Linked DNA regions of Mus musculus: region 2 is linked to region 1. The links are chromatin contacts, called in public Hi-C maps. All regions are on one chromosome and are shown on one strand. Each heading gives the region's core, a stretch centred on a gene start, on an enhancer-like site or on the middle of the called end of the contact. The rest is flanking DNA. Distances are from core to core; before and after follow the strand shown. Region 1 has its middle 310 kb from the start of 5031426D15Rik. Region 2 has its middle 290 kb from the start of Gm30904.

Evidence for each region. A called contact is a pair of places that touch in the nucleus more often than the background predicts.
Region 2: a contact with region 1 is called in a Hi-C map of cortical neurons, with 2.3 times the contacts expected there. The contact joins two enhancer-like sites. A contact is called at or near these places in 1 of 39 promoter capture datasets (hippocampal neurons) and 2 of 484 Hi-C or Micro-C datasets (cerebral cortex and cortical neurons).

Annotation. Positions count from the first base shown.
Region 1 is chr2:7,233,560-7,236,259 of GRCm38.p6, reverse strand. It overlaps a transcript of Celf2 not described here. Among named protein-coding and RNA genes, the nearest start is that of 5031426D15Rik, 310 kb to the right of the region's middle. Within about 2 kb of position 1,444, at least 21 of the 459 cell types and tissues checked have an H3K27ac peak or open chromatin away from gene starts, as enhancers often do. A contact at or near this core is called in cortical neurons, where this site is marked.
Region 2 is chr2:8,631,813-8,634,843 of GRCm38.p6, reverse strand. No RefSeq gene overlaps it. Among named protein-coding and RNA genes, the nearest start is that of Gm30904, 290 kb to the right of the region's middle. Within about 2 kb of position 1,508, at least 2 of the 459 cell types and tissues checked have an H3K27ac peak or open chromatin away from gene starts, as enhancers often do. A contact at or near this core is called in cortical neurons, where this site is marked.

The sequences.
Region 1 (2,700 bases), core at 195-2,694:
AGATCTGGAACACCTAGGAGAACCTACCAATTGATTTTGACCTCTTTTTAAAATTTCACCTTCTTAAATTTAATTCACACTCTCTTTATATCATTTGGGATAAATATCTTTCTATGCCTTCTGCTACATAAACTGTACATTGTTATTACTCTAACTGTGTTCTCTGTGGATTGCTTAGATACTTTAAGCAATACTTTAAGAGTAGCCATTCTTGCTTATAAAAGGAACAGTGTGTGTGTTTGAAGTTAACTGCTTTCCAGGGAGAATGTTGGAAAGACTCATGTCCTCCATATTGGAAAATGAATTGAAGGTACATGGTTTAGAAATCTGGATACTGCAAAAGATGCCTTAACATTCACCAGGTCTTTGCTTAAGCAAGCCATTAGGAAGCACAACTGAGGAAGAAAAATTGCCTTCCATAAGACTGTTAAACAAGAACATTAGTCGTTTCATCCCTCAAAGAGTTTTAGTTGACTATTCACTACTGATGAATCCTACTTACTATATTATTCAATGTGCTCTCATTTTATAAGTTAGATGATAAAGGAATAACAGAATAATTATATGCCAACCAAGATACTCCATCTGCCTTTGTTTGTTCTTTTTCTCCTAGCCCATCGCCCACTTTCCCCAAATGCTTCCTCTAATGCAGTAATTTTGCTTTAGCACAGACCTATGATTTTAATCAGTCCATCTGTGTCATTCTGTGTGGGGGAAGGAATTGAATAATCTGTGCTTGTTCAGTTCACATCTTCAGTGTGAGGGTGTATCCACAAACACACAGCGCCTTACAGAAGCACACTGAGCAATTGCAAAGACAGTCCCAGCATCCTCAGTCTTCACCAACTTGGTCTTTTTTTTTTTCTTTCATTATGTTAGATATTAGACCAGAAGTAGTATGCCATCTGGGTAGAAAATAACCCTGATATACCCACCATCTTGATTGACGCATACTAGGGTCTCTAAGCAATGGTGACTGGTCCCCTAACTGTAAAGAGTCAGAAGCCAAACACGTGGAGCCCCTTTCCTCATTATAGTGACAGGACTCAAGTGACTAGTCAAAACCAGATCTTCTGTAGTAATTAAAGTAGGGCTTCATTAAGAAGTCAAATTTGAACAAGGGCAAGTGTGGAACCTGTTAATAACATCAGAAGGTCTTATGGGTTAGGTGACAGATTAACAAGGATGGGCTAGATGGCATGGGGGGTGAATTAACTAATATCTGCTAGTGGTTACAGCAAATTCAACACCTTAGAATTATTGACTATGAAACTGCAGAAAATATAACTGCAGGTAGACCAGGCAAAGGTGAAAATTCTAACTAAGATTTCAAACAGATGGCTCCCACTTTCCCCATACCTCTCATTCTCTGCACTTGTGAAGGAGCTGTGGAGTTCACAAAGTGTACATTTTTGTGCCTCATTAGATAAAATGTGATGTCACAGAGTGACAGTTGCCAGGGGAGCTCTAATTTGGAACTGCCAACGTTAGACACCCTACGACTCGCGACCGTGGTACCGCATTGAACTTTTCTCACTGAATGTCTTTTAGAAAGAGAGAGAAAACAGCTGTGAACATCCATTCAAATACCTACTCATCATGTTTTATTCCTATGAGTAATCACTTTCAGGTTCAGCCTGACATTTGGAACTTTTTTTTTTTTTTCTAAACGGAAGACTTTAAATTAGCACAGACACCTTTTCTCATTAGAAACAGAGCCAAACTCTTGGTGAGCTTGAGCAAGCAGGATGATAGCTAAAGAAAACACTCATCACAACATGTGATTGCATTTTGAAATTGTCCTTTGGACCTGGTGGTCTTTATATACAGAAGTGACTCAAAGGGCTCAGGACTCATTCATTGTGCTGGTTAGTTCTGTGTCAGACGAACACAAATAGAGAGTCAGGTTGGAAGATGGAGCCTACATTGAGAAAACACCTTCATCATATTTGGCTGTAGACAAGATCCTTGAGGGTATTTTCTTCTGACTTAATAATTGATTTGAGGAGGTCCAGCCTACTGTGGGCAGTGCCTTTCATGGGCTTGGGCATGATAAAAATGCAATCCTGGCACGCTGTGAGAAACAATTAGGTAAGGAATGTTCCTTAGAGCCCTCTGCTCCAGTTCCTGCCTCTAGCTTCTTGCCTTGACTTCTTGCTTAGACTTCCCTCTATAATGGACTGTGACAACTGGGAAATAGATGCTGAAATATACCCTTTTATCCCCAAGATGCTTTTAGTCATGGTGTTTATCACAGCAACAGAAAGCACACTAGGACTTTTGCCATCCCTGTTCCCAAAATCTTACCTCAAAGCTGTTACCAGAGGCCATGGCACTTAGAAATGTTCCCTTAAAAAATTCTAGAAGCTCTCCAAAAGCAAGGAAAAATAGCATTGATGCCAGCACCAGCCATTCTGATGGTAAATAGCTTAAAGCATCACAATATACTTACATATACTTAAGATGTTAAAACACTGGCAGGAAAATATGTTTTGAAGAAAATTTGGAACTGTAGGATTCGGGGATGTAAGCAGAGATGTTGGTGACTCACTCCCCATCCTTTTCCTTTTTGGAAGAATATCCACATTTAACTTTCAGGCCCTCCTCAAGGTTTTCAGTATGGCACAGGTGGAATTCTTCCACTAGTGGGAGAGTACTAGTCTGTAACATAGAATAATGAAAAATGGGGAGAGTGTTGAG
Region 2 (3,031 bases), core at 259-2,758, 1.4 Mb before region 1:
AGTTACAGAGACAAAGTTCAGAGCAGGGGCTGAAGGAATGACCATCCAGAGACTGTCCCTCTTGGGGATCCATACCATAAATAACCACTAAACCCAGACACTATGGTAGATGCCAACAAGAGCCTGCTGACAGGAGCCTGATTTAGCTGTCTCCTGAGGGCCTTTGCCAGTGCCTGTCAAATACAGAGGTGGATGCTCACAATCATCTATTGGATGCAGCACAAGGTCCCCAATGAAGGAGCTAGAGAAAGTACCCAAGGAGCTGAAGGGGTCTGAAGCCCCATGGGAGGAACAACAATATGAACTAACCAGTATCCCCAGAGCTCCTTGGAACTAAATCACCAATCAAAGAAAACAGATGGTGGAATTTGTGGCTCTAGCTGCATATGTAGCAGAGGACAGCCTAGTCTGTCATCAGTGGGAGGAGAGGCCCTAGGCCCTGTGAAGGTTCTCTGCCACAGTATAGGGGAATGCCAGGACTGGGAATGGGAGTGGGTCGGTTGGGGAGCAGGGGCATGGGGGAGGGAATAAGGAATTTTCAGAGGGGAAACTAGGAAAGGGGATAATATTTGAAATGTAAATAAAGAAAATATCTTTAAAAAAAAGAGGAAAAAATGTTAGCCCCTTGAATGGCAGTACCTACTTCTTTGCAATAGTAACATCCATACTGGGTTTCCACTATAGTCCCCAGTGGCTTGACTCTGATCTACTGCACAGCTAGACCGTGATGCTACACAGATGTGATCATCAAACCACCCACCTTGAGGGATGTCCTCAAGGAAAACTCAATCATCTCAGACAATTTAATGGGCAGGAAGAAAAGACAAATCTTAAGGAACTTGATCTTCATATTTCTGATCCCATGTCCCAGCTTGGTGACAGTGATCCATTCTCTGTCTTTGACCTTGTCACATGGTATTTAGTATTGCTGATCACAGATGTTATTGTATTCCCTGATGCCATTGCTGATGTCTGGCAATAAGTGTTACCTCCTACACCTGTATCCCAGGGCTCCCAAGGCTGCTACTCTGCCATCAATCACCATCTATGGTTTTCCCAGAAAACTCTTCTCAGTCTCTCCATACTTCTTAGATTTGTTTTTCCTTTCCTTGTTGTATCTCTGTTTAGAAATTTTATGACAGCATTATCCTCAAGTTTGGTACGTTCTTTTTGTCCTTGTCCCATATTCTAACGTGTCCATTCCAAGCCCTACTTAGCTTGTTTGTTTAACTCGTTTTTATGTCCTACATCACTTCTCATTGCTTTATGCGAACTTCCAGTTCTCCTTTGTGTTTCAATATACTCCACTTTCTCCTTATGAATCCTTAACATACCAAGCAATGCTAATTATTTTAATTTGCCCATCTGATAATTCTAAATTTGAATTTAGTTGTTTTGATTACTTGAGATTTTCAGACTTTTAAATTTTTCATTTTAGCACATTGTAATTTCACTTGAAAGCTGGCATAAGATTTTGAAAAGTGGGAGACTTATAAGCTTTAGTTTGAGTTTTTATTTTAACCCAGGCAGGAGCTTGGCTCTGTGTAATTCATGTGGTAGGTATAGATGCCAAAGGCTTAAGATTTTGTAGTATCTTTCTATTTCAAGTTGTCTGTGCTTCTTTAAGAACATTTTCTTAAATTCAGTCCATTTTACACCAATTTCAGTTTTAATCCATCTCATTAGAGCTTGTTACTATGACAGGCTAGCAGGGAGAAGAAATAATATATGACATTGGAAATAAAGACAGAGAATTTGGGGGAAAGGTTGAGGTTATGATACTCACAAAGTTTTTTGTTCCAACTCTTATTTCTTTAGCTTATGGGAGAAAGGAAATTCAGAGGGAACTGTGTGTTGAGTGCTGGCTCATGCCATGGGGAAAAGGAGATGAGAATCTGTCCTAGAGGAGAGAATTTTGTTAAGACAATTAATCTGGAGAGATTTCCAAAGGGTGACTGTCCCTTCTTCCTGAACAAAAAAAGCTTGTTTTCAGCTACTCACACTGAGAAATGTGTGTGTGTGTAGGGGGATGAGGGGGTGCAGGCATCCTAGAGAAAAAAATGCCACTTAATTGTTACGCCTTTTTAGATGGCAACTAATATGCCCAAGCTAATGGAAACTCAAAGTCCTACTGTGAGTGAATTTCCCTCCCACCCCTTCAACTCCATCTCCCTTCAGTGGACAGCTCCTGCATGATTGCTTCAAGGGGACTAAGTCCATTGATTGCTTGCATTTTCTGTTCCTGTCCAAGTACCTACAGTTTAAGGTTGAATTTTGCCCTGTGACCCAGTTTACAGATGGGTCTAAAATCTGCTGACCCTCCATTTTTTTCAGCTTATTTTATTATTATGAATACAGAGGTGAACAGCATTCAAGTTCTTTTCAGATAGAGCTAAAACTGGAAGCCCTTTTGTGTGTCTACCTTCACTTACCTTACCCCCCCCCCCATTTCTGAAGGCCTATTTTAGGCTCAGAGTCACTCAGCAGCAGCTCTGTCGATAGGAATCAACCACTTAGCACTTTTCAAAGGTGTTATTTCACTGCTGTAATTTTTTTAGTGCTTTTAAGAAAGAAACATCTTGATTCACTGGGAACCCACAGTACACTCCAACCAAGAAAAGAGGCAGGCCAACTACAGATCTTCACCTTTTCATCCTCTCCTTCAAATCCAATCCTCCAATTCTGAATTAGAGTACCTGTTGTGGCCTCTCCCCAGTTTCTGCACCTATTCCTAGGAATTAAGCAGATTCTGGCACAAAACTCTGCTTTTCTTCTTCCTGTGGAATCCCTCAGAGCCTCAAGTCCAGCCCACTGACATTGTTAAATGTTAGCTCCCAATACCCCAATACATTATACCTGGAACCCTGCAGGGCACACATCCAACAAGGAAAGAGAGCTACAGACCAATTTTCCTCATGAACCCATATACAAGAATTATAAATAATTGCAAACAGGATCCAAGAACACATCAAAAAAGATCATCCACCATCCACTGGCTTCATCCCAGTGATGCAGGGATGACTCAACATAC